Regions from separate parts of the Mus musculus genome. Here regions 2 and 3 are each linked to region 1. The links are chromatin contacts, called in public HiChIP or PLAC-seq maps. All regions are on one chromosome and are shown on one strand. Each heading gives the region's core, a stretch centred on a gene start, on an enhancer-like site or on the middle of the called end of the contact. The rest is flanking DNA. Distances are from core to core; before and after follow the strand shown.

What was found. HiChIP or PLAC-seq counts read pairs in DNA pulled down with a chosen protein or histone mark.
Region 2: a contact with region 1 is called in an H3K27ac HiChIP or PLAC-seq map of regulatory T cells, with 8 times the contacts expected there. The contact joins the promoter of Foxo1 here to the enhancer-like site in region 1. A contact is called at or near these places in 13 of 39 promoter capture datasets (the 3T3-L1 cell line, 3T3-L1-derived adipocytes, the C10 cell line and 9 more), 2 of 484 Hi-C or Micro-C datasets (bone marrow-derived macrophages and cerebral cortex), 29 of 115 datasets of contacts at active chromatin or transcription factors (the 230-238 cell line, CD8 T cells, the SCID.adh cell line and 20 more) and 3 of 9 other capture datasets (adipose tissue, embryonic stem cells and liver).
Region 3: a contact with region 1 is called in an H3K27ac HiChIP or PLAC-seq map of regulatory T cells, with 4 times the contacts expected there. The contact joins two enhancer-like sites. A contact is called at or near these places in 1 of 484 Hi-C or Micro-C datasets (nephron progenitors) and 2 of 115 datasets of contacts at active chromatin or transcription factors (embryonic stem cells and regulatory T cells).

What each region holds. Positions count from the first base shown.
Region 1 is chr3:52,727,857-52,730,540 of GRCm38.p6, forward strand. No RefSeq gene overlaps it. Among named protein-coding and RNA genes, the nearest start is that of Gm22798, 6.4 kb to the left of the region's middle. Within about 2 kb of position 1,320, at least 3 of the 459 cell types and tissues checked have an H3K27ac peak or open chromatin away from gene starts, as enhancers often do. A contact at or near this core is called in regulatory T cells, where this site is marked.
Region 2 is chr3:52,267,011-52,269,694 of GRCm38.p6, forward strand. It overlaps Foxo1 (forkhead box O1), which reads left to right and starts at 1,327. Exons shown (of 3, transcript NM_019739.3): 1 at 1,327-2,412. The coding sequence starts at 1,792.
Region 3 is chr3:52,468,721-52,471,404 of GRCm38.p6, forward strand. All of the region lies in intron 2 of Gm38537 (a long non-coding RNA gene), which reads left to right. Among named protein-coding and RNA genes, the nearest start is that of Gm38537, 2.9 kb to the left of the region's middle. Within about 2 kb of position 1,346, at least 25 of the 459 cell types and tissues checked have an H3K27ac peak or open chromatin away from gene starts, as enhancers often do. A contact at or near this core is called in regulatory T cells, where this site is marked.

The DNA.
Region 1 (2,684 bases), core at 70-2,569:
CTCAGTCCAGATCAGGGAAGAAGGCAGCCATCTTGGGAGTACCCCCCACCCACCCACTTTATTGCCCAACCCTTCCCCTATCTGTCTACCAAGAAATTTCTCATTCCTTGTCTCTCGCTTTAACCCAGAGCTCAGCAATGAGGTGGTCTATCTGTCCAGCCTTTGCCTCTCTCTCTCCCCGCTTCCTGAACACTGGGATTGTAGGAAGTTGTCCTTCTCCTTCCAGCTCCTTCTGTCCCAAGAGTTCCGGTGATCCACACTCCACTCTTTGCACTTACACAGCAAGCACCTTACCCACTGAGCCATCTCTCCAACCAATGTGCAGCTTGTGTTGGGATTTCATTCTGCAGATGTGATTGATCGGATCACTAGGCATACATAAGGTTAGGCTGCAGCCATGACCAGGCCACTCTGAGCCCCAGCCCTCTGCTTACATGGCTGGTTTTTCTCGCATGGCCAAGCTCCATCATAAGCAAACTAGGGTCTCAATGACGCATCACCCTTTGTTCTAAATCCAGGAAGAATCTGAGAAGCCACTGTGTTCTGTTGAGGTTGGAGCTTCCTACGCTGCTGCTATGGCTGTCACAGTGAGAAACATGACATCACGTGGTGTTCCTGTCTCCTGATCTACCTCTAATTCACCTGCGTCCCGTCCCCTCTCTGCCCCTACCTTTCTCCTTCACCTACCAGGTTTCCCTGTAGCTCTTACTTCCCCACCCCCAACCCAGAGTTCTAAGATAGGGACACTGCTCTTTGCTCTTGCCTTGCCTGGATTTTGAGTCACCTGATCTGTGTCCTCTGAGAGAGGACAGTGAACTATTCACCCAACCCATGCCCAACAACCCCTCATCCCACATACATGGTCCCACATACATGCCATGGTCCAGGGGCTGCTTCCTTGGGTTATCCGTTCCCATCTCCATCACACCGTTATCTGTAAGACCCTAGAGCAGATACCCAATAGAGTTTGTGGAAAGCATATACAAAGGGAGGAGGGAGGAGACACAGGCTCAGCAAGCAGATCAGGCAGGAATAGCCCCCACTGCGTCATGAGGAAGGGGAAAAAAAGACAAGAGGAAGGGTATAAGACAGGGGCCTTCCTGCAGAGCTCAGAGAGGCCAGGCCCCTCTTGACCAGCAAGAGCCAGCTCTAGCATGGCCTTGTGGAGAGACCAGGGACTGTGACATGTCAAGGTTAACGTTCGAAAACAGAACTGTAGAGGAAAGATGATAACAACAGCGACAGCCTGGCCCCCGACCTCTCCCCTTTGCAGACACTGAGCAGGAAGAGCACTGAGCCAGAATGGGGAAACAACTCTTGCTGAGTTGGAGAGTCTGTCGTCATGGAGACAGGGACACCTCTTGCTTCTCTCAGCCTCTGATATGCAGTTCAGGGTGGTTTCATATCAGGCGGACTTGGATTCGAGTCCTGATTGTCAGTTGTGAGCTGTGTGATGCGGGTTGAGTTCCTTAATCTTGCGGAGCCTGTTTATCTTGTGCTCAACGAAGACAATGGTACCTTGTGCATCTGTCATGAAGACTGGGGCAGTGTCACGTGGAGTATCAAGAACATTCCTCTTCCTTACCTTGCCTTCTGGCCCTGGTATCTCTGCTTCTCCAGTTCCCAGTACCCTGTCTTGCACCCTGAACTGAACCTCCTGCTTCATCTCTTGCTTGACAGTGACCCCACCCTGTCCACCAGTGTCAGAAACACTAGAACAACGAACTGGCTAAAAGTTATCTCTCTACTGCCATCTTGCTTCTTGGTCTTATGGCTTTCCCATAGTAAATACGTGAGTTTTCTTAGAAGTCATTCTACATTTGGCTTGTCAGAAATACTTGGGAACAGAAATGGTTTGTTTGAATTTCAAGTTTTTAATTTTAGCAAACTTGCATATCCGTAATGAGACATCTTGGGGAGGGAGGTAAGATCAAGTGGAATCCTGAACTTTGTTTAATGTTTCATGTACACAGTTGCCCGGTCTCAGGGTCCCTTTGTACAATGTTTTCAGTACCCTTTTGTTTTGACTACAGCCTGTCACGAGAGGTCAGGTGTGGAACTTTCCACTTGTAGTGTCATGTCAGAGCTCAGAAGGCTTTGGATTTCAGAGTTTGCAGTAGGGGTTCACAGACATGCCACCCTCTCTTGTGAGGTCTGTGCAGAGCATGGATGGCTACTGGCTGAGGAATCAGAGGGCACAGAGCTACCTAGAGCAGGTGCTGCCACCAGTTCACCCTTGGCTGCACCTCTGCACAGAGCCTGCTTCAACAGTGGGCACAAACCAGTTCCTCAGCAAGGCCCTAAAGTCCCTGAGATCAGCCTTGGAGGTTCCTTTTCCTGGCTCCAAGTAGCTCCATTTCCTTCCAGGCTTTGTGCGTTGGCACCTCTGCAGGAAGGAAAGATCTATGGTTTGCCGGGGCCCCTGACAGGCAGTCCCGAGGATAATGTATGTCACGTCATCAGAACCACTTTTTCTATATTGGCAGCTGGTGGATGTGATCATGTGGCCTCTGAGAAGGAGGAATGGGAGAGTTAATAAATATCCTTATGGGAACCGACTCTAAGTTCTCATTAAGTGGTCTTGGCTGTTTGTTCTTTCCACTTGATCCTATTTGCCCTTTTCCACATTTGGAAAAAAAATTAGAAAGAGGAGAATGTATACCAAGCATAAAATAATCTATCAT
Region 2 (2,684 bases), core at 77-2,576, 460 kb before region 1:
GGATTATGAATAGGGGAATAGGGGCCTGGATTAGCGAGACGTTAGAGACAAAGTGGAAGGAGTAAGAAGGCTGGTTTTCTTTTGGAGTCTCATTTTACATAGAAAAACTCCACGTAAGAAAGAAGAGCGAAGTACAACCGCAACAAGACATTTGGAGCTGCGTTTTTGGACATATTTAAAGCCCTAATATGCATCTTCAATTCTAAAGCATCCTAGCCAATAAAAGAAAATGCCACCCATATTTCTTTTTTTTTAAAAAAGAAAGCAAATCAGAGGATCAAGCGAGGGAACATTTTCTTCTATTCTGTAAGGCAAAAAGAACCACTGTCTTTCTACCTTTGGCTCCGCCGGACGTGTGTTAGATACGCGGGTCTGGGAGCTCACTCTGTGAGTTTAAAGAACTGAGGGGCGGAGCTGTGCCCCAACACTTGGGGCTTATCTCCTTTTGCGACTTCAACACCTCATCGCTTCCATGCTAAATAAAAAAGAAATAAGCAAGCAGTTAAACTTAATTAGGGGTAATAAAGTGACAAAGTTGTCTCTAAGCGCTCCTCTGACTCTTTAGCCACCACACCGGTCCTCAGGAAAAAGTGAGATTCCCGTGGCAGAAAAGCGGTTCCCATAGAAGACGTCGGATCTGAGGCGCTACTGGAGCTAGGTGCTTGTGCAACAGTGTTCTCCCCGCGCCGCACCTCTCTGGGGTTCAGGATGAGTGGAGGCTGGGGGCTGGACCGAGCCGCAGAGGCTCGTCTTGCAGGTGTGCACAGGTAGGGTGGGAAGCGGTTACTCCGGAGCCGCAGAGCGACGGGTCTTCACCGAAGGATCTGCGCGCCTGGGGCGGCCAGGGCAGATGCCAGCTTAAGAAAACATTCCTCCAAAACAAACCCCACCGACTTCCCGAGAGCTGCGCGAAGACGCGTGGGCGGAGCGGGCTTGAGTGGAATCCACGAGGCGCCCCACCGCCCACGTCGCGTCCGGGAGCGCGCAGCGGCCCCGCGCCATCCCGGGAGTCAGGGTCTGGGCTCTGCCTGGAGTACTCGATTGCACTCTGTAGTAAACAAAAGTATGGTAGCCGCCTCCACGCCGGTTTGCCTCCTAGCAATCCGATCGCTGAGACGCCAGAGACTCAGAAACACTTGAGAATTACAGAAAATAATAACGGAGATTGGAAAAAAAAAAAAAAGTGTGTGAGAAAGAAAAATACCCCACCGCCCCCCACCAACCTACTGCCGCCTCCCGAGGGAAGGCAGCGCCCGCCCAGGCCCGCGTTCATTGGCTGCTTCGGCGGAGACTTCGCGCGTCCATTGGCCGCGCAGCCTGTCAGTCAGGGGCGGGGCGGCGCGCGCGCCGCCGCGGGCGGGGAGCCCGCTGCAGATCCCGTAAGACGGGAGTCTGCGGAGTCGCTTCAGTCCCCGCCGCCGCCACATTCAACAGGCAGCAGCGCCGCTGTCGCGCGGCCGCGGAGAGCTAGAGCGGCCCGCAGCGTCCGCCCGTCTGCCTTGGCGTCCGCGGCCCTTGTCAGCGGGAGCGCGGTGCCCGAGCTGCCGGGCTCCGCGGCCTGGTCGGTGCCCCGTCCTAGGCACGAACTCGGAGGCTCCTTAGACACCGGTGACCCAGCGAAGTTAAGTTCTGGGCGCGTCCGTCCGCTGCGCCCCGCCGCGCCTGACTCCGGCGTGCGTCCGCCGTCCGCGGCCCCCCAATCTCGGAGCGACACTCGGGTCGCCCGCTCCGCGCCCCCGGTGGCCGCGTCTCCCGGTACTTCTCTGCTGGTGGGGGAGGGGCGGGGGCACCATGGCCGAAGCGCCCCAGGTGGTGGAGACCGACCCGGACTTCGAGCCGCTGCCCCGGCAGCGCTCCTGTACCTGGCCGCTGCCCAGGCCGGAGTTTAACCAGTCCAACTCGACCACCTCCAGTCCGGCGCCGTCGGGCGGCGCGGCCGCCAACCCCGACGCCGCGGCGAGCCTGGCCTCGGCGTCCGCTGTCAGCACCGACTTTATGAGCAACCTGAGCCTGCTGGAGGAGAGTGAGGACTTCGCGCGGGCGCCAGGCTGCGTGGCCGTGGCGGCGGCGGCTGCGGCCAGCAGGGGCCTGTGCGGGGACTTCCAGGGCCCCGAGGCGGGCTGCGTGCACCCAGCGCCGCCACAGCCCCCACCGACCGGGCCGCTGTCGCAGCCCCCACCCGTGCCTCCCTCCGCTGCCGCCGCCGCGGGGCCACTCGCGGGACAGCCGCGCAAGACCAGCTCGTCGCGCCGCAACGCGTGGGGCAACCTGTCGTACGCCGACCTCATCACCAAGGCCATCGAGAGCTCAGCCGAGAAGAGGCTCACCCTGTCGCAGATCTACGAGTGGATGGTGAAGAGCGTGCCCTACTTCAAGGATAAGGGCGACAGCAACAGCTCGGCGGGCTGGAAGGTGAACGGCCTCTGGGCGGCCCTGGGGGGTGGGGTGGGGATGTGTTGGGGCCGGCGGAGGGTCGGCAGTGTGGGTGTTCGGGGCCCGGAAATGATGGGCGCACGGAGAGAGCGGGGCGAGAAATGGCAGGTGTGGCGGGGGCTTCCCGGAGACCCAGAGCCAAATTTGGACCAGGTGCAGGCGAGGGACTTCTAGAGAGACCCGGGCAGGGCTCGTTTGGGAACTTAAGTGAAATGGCAGAGCAGGCGTGAAAGTTAGCTTAGTTGTTGGAG
Region 3 (2,684 bases), core at 96-2,595, 260 kb before region 1:
TTCAGTTGTCTACCAGTCACAGTTGTCTAAACATGCTTCAGGGTGTCACAATTTTTGATACTGCCCCAAATTCTACAGTTTGACACTGCTGCACATTTTAGCACAGGCCACAGAGTGGCCCTTTGGACATTGAGAAATTTGAATATATATATTCAAATATATATATATTCAAGTATATATGTGTATATATATATATATATATATATACATATATATATATATATTTCTTTTTTTTTTTCTTCCAGGAAACACCAGAGCTTACTGACCTACCAACTCTTACTTAAATTTACTTTTGAGACAGGGACAGGGCCTCATACATGTAGCTCAGGGTGGCCTCAGACTTGACATTTAGCTAAGGATGACCTTGGATTTCTGTATCTACCCCCTGAGGGCTGTCATTATAGATATGTACCCGTATGCCCAGTTTGTGCCGTGCTAGGGCTTTGTGAATGCTAGGTCGACCCTCTACCAACTGAGCTCTATCCCTAGCTCTTTCTTATTATTTTTTTTAAACAAAATGGAAAATTGATATTTTTGCCCTATTCCCCTGCTTCCTCCTTTGATCTTCTCTCCTCCCTTAGGCTCCCATCGTGGTCCACACAGCATCACTTGCTCCCTTTGATTGGCTTAACGTTGGCGAGTGGGTGACACATAGGTGGATTTTGGGGGTTAGAGTCGAAAGCATTAAAGGAATTCTCTGTTTTATTTGTGTTTTAGAGTAGTTGGCATTTTCTGCTGTTACCCCAAGGTCTCAGTTGTAATTCTGTATTTTAGATGTCAAGATGTCCATGTGTCAAAATGGCCTTACCACGATATTGTTCTTACAGCCAACTGGACGTGTTAATGGGGTATGTTACATGAGGAAATCAAGCATGATAAGAACAGCCGGACATGGTTACTTATCAGATGTTTTGTAATTCTAAAATGTTGTAATAGCAGGGCCTTGAACTATACTGGTTTCTGAGACCTGTATTAAAATGCAGAACAATAGAAATAATCGGTATAGCTTTCTCTAAGAATACATTCAACTCTAAGGACTCTTTTTAAAATTTAGAGGTAAGATCTTGATTTTCTTTTTGTTGCTTTTAAAATTGCCTTGAAATAATGGTGGCAGTCGATGGCACTTTAAAATGTCAGTGAACAAAATGAGTCTGATTTGTTTGTTTGTTTGTTTGTTTTTGTTTTGTTTTCCTGGTATGTGAAAGCCCAGGGTCTGATCTTTCTGATTCAGGTCTCCTAATCTTTGGAACATTGCTTAGTTGCCTTTACGGTGTGTGCAGGTCGCCTGAGTGTCCCATTTCACAGCATGGTGGTAACTCTGAGTGACCTAACTTGGGCTGTGGTTCTTTCCAGCTCCAAAGGTCACATGCTGCATCTGACACAAGTGCTGTGGGTGTGGTATGGACGCCCTGTCAGAGCTATTCAAATGTGCTGAGTATGTGTGGGTGGATAGAAGGATGGTGGCAGACAGAAAACCTTCTTCTCTTGCTTACCTTTTTCATGGCTAACTAGCATTGACTTCTCAGCTTTGGGGAGCTCGCCACACTTCCTGAGTTTGTTGCCTGCATTGTTCTCATTCTGGGATCTGTTTTAACATTCCCTAAAACTGTCTCCCCCCAGTAGACGATGAGTTTCTGGAGGCTGGAAACTGTGACTGACTAAACTGTGTACTGTCAGTGCTGGTCATTCTGACCAAGAGTAAGAGGTCATTTCAGAAACTGGGGAGTGAATGATGAATCAGTATCCAAGGTCAGCAAAGTTTTACCTCCTCATTCACTGCATGGCTTAGATGTGAGGTGGTTGAGAAAGTCTCCTCATGGGCTTGTGTGACTTCCTAAGGAGATAAGAGTGACTACCTATTTACCCTAGATAGCAAACCAGTGACAGGGCAGAGAAAACAATCTCACCAAGTCTTGCTTGAATTTATTAGGGTCACTGACAGAAACATATGTAGCAGGTTACTCACAGATCAAAGGTTAGTCAAAGGTGGCTGCATTCCTGAGAAGGCCACCCTAGCATGGGTGGTGCGTCACAAAAGCTGTATCTTTGTATCTCCTTGCACAACTTGTAGGCATCTCCACTGGAGATGGTCTGCTCTTCTTCCCAGCAGATGTTATGGTTTCTGTAACCGTGGGAAAAGGCCTCAGGAGTCCTTAACTATTAAGGCTTTCCTGATCCTTGTATGTTTCCTTTGCTTCCTGAATTTTATGAGCTCTATGCTTCTTCCTAGGCAGAATATTTCAGCTCAGACGACATCTCCTTACCACAGGGCCCCTTGTTTTTTCTTTGCTTTCCTCAGTACCATATCCTTTAGGGAGAGCAACAGAAGTGGACCAATGTCATGTTTTAGGGATGAAGTTTATCAAGTGAGTTAAAGTTGAGGCTGTGTTTTTCCTGGAATCCTTGTCCTGGCCAGCTTGCCATGGGAAGGAGCCCTGCCACACACCTTGTTAGAGTTCTGCCTGTCCTTGGCACTGTGGGGAGGCCTCTTAGACAGCTGTCCATAGCTAAGATCACTGCTTCCTATCTATCTCTCCTGGAGCTCCTGGGATAACTGAGGCCGTTGCTTATAACCAGAACATACTTGAGGAATGATGGGAACAGGAAAGGTGGGTAATGGAAGGAGTGGGCCACTGATAGTTGATCCTGCATTTACATCCTCATGTGCTGCAATAAAAAAGGTA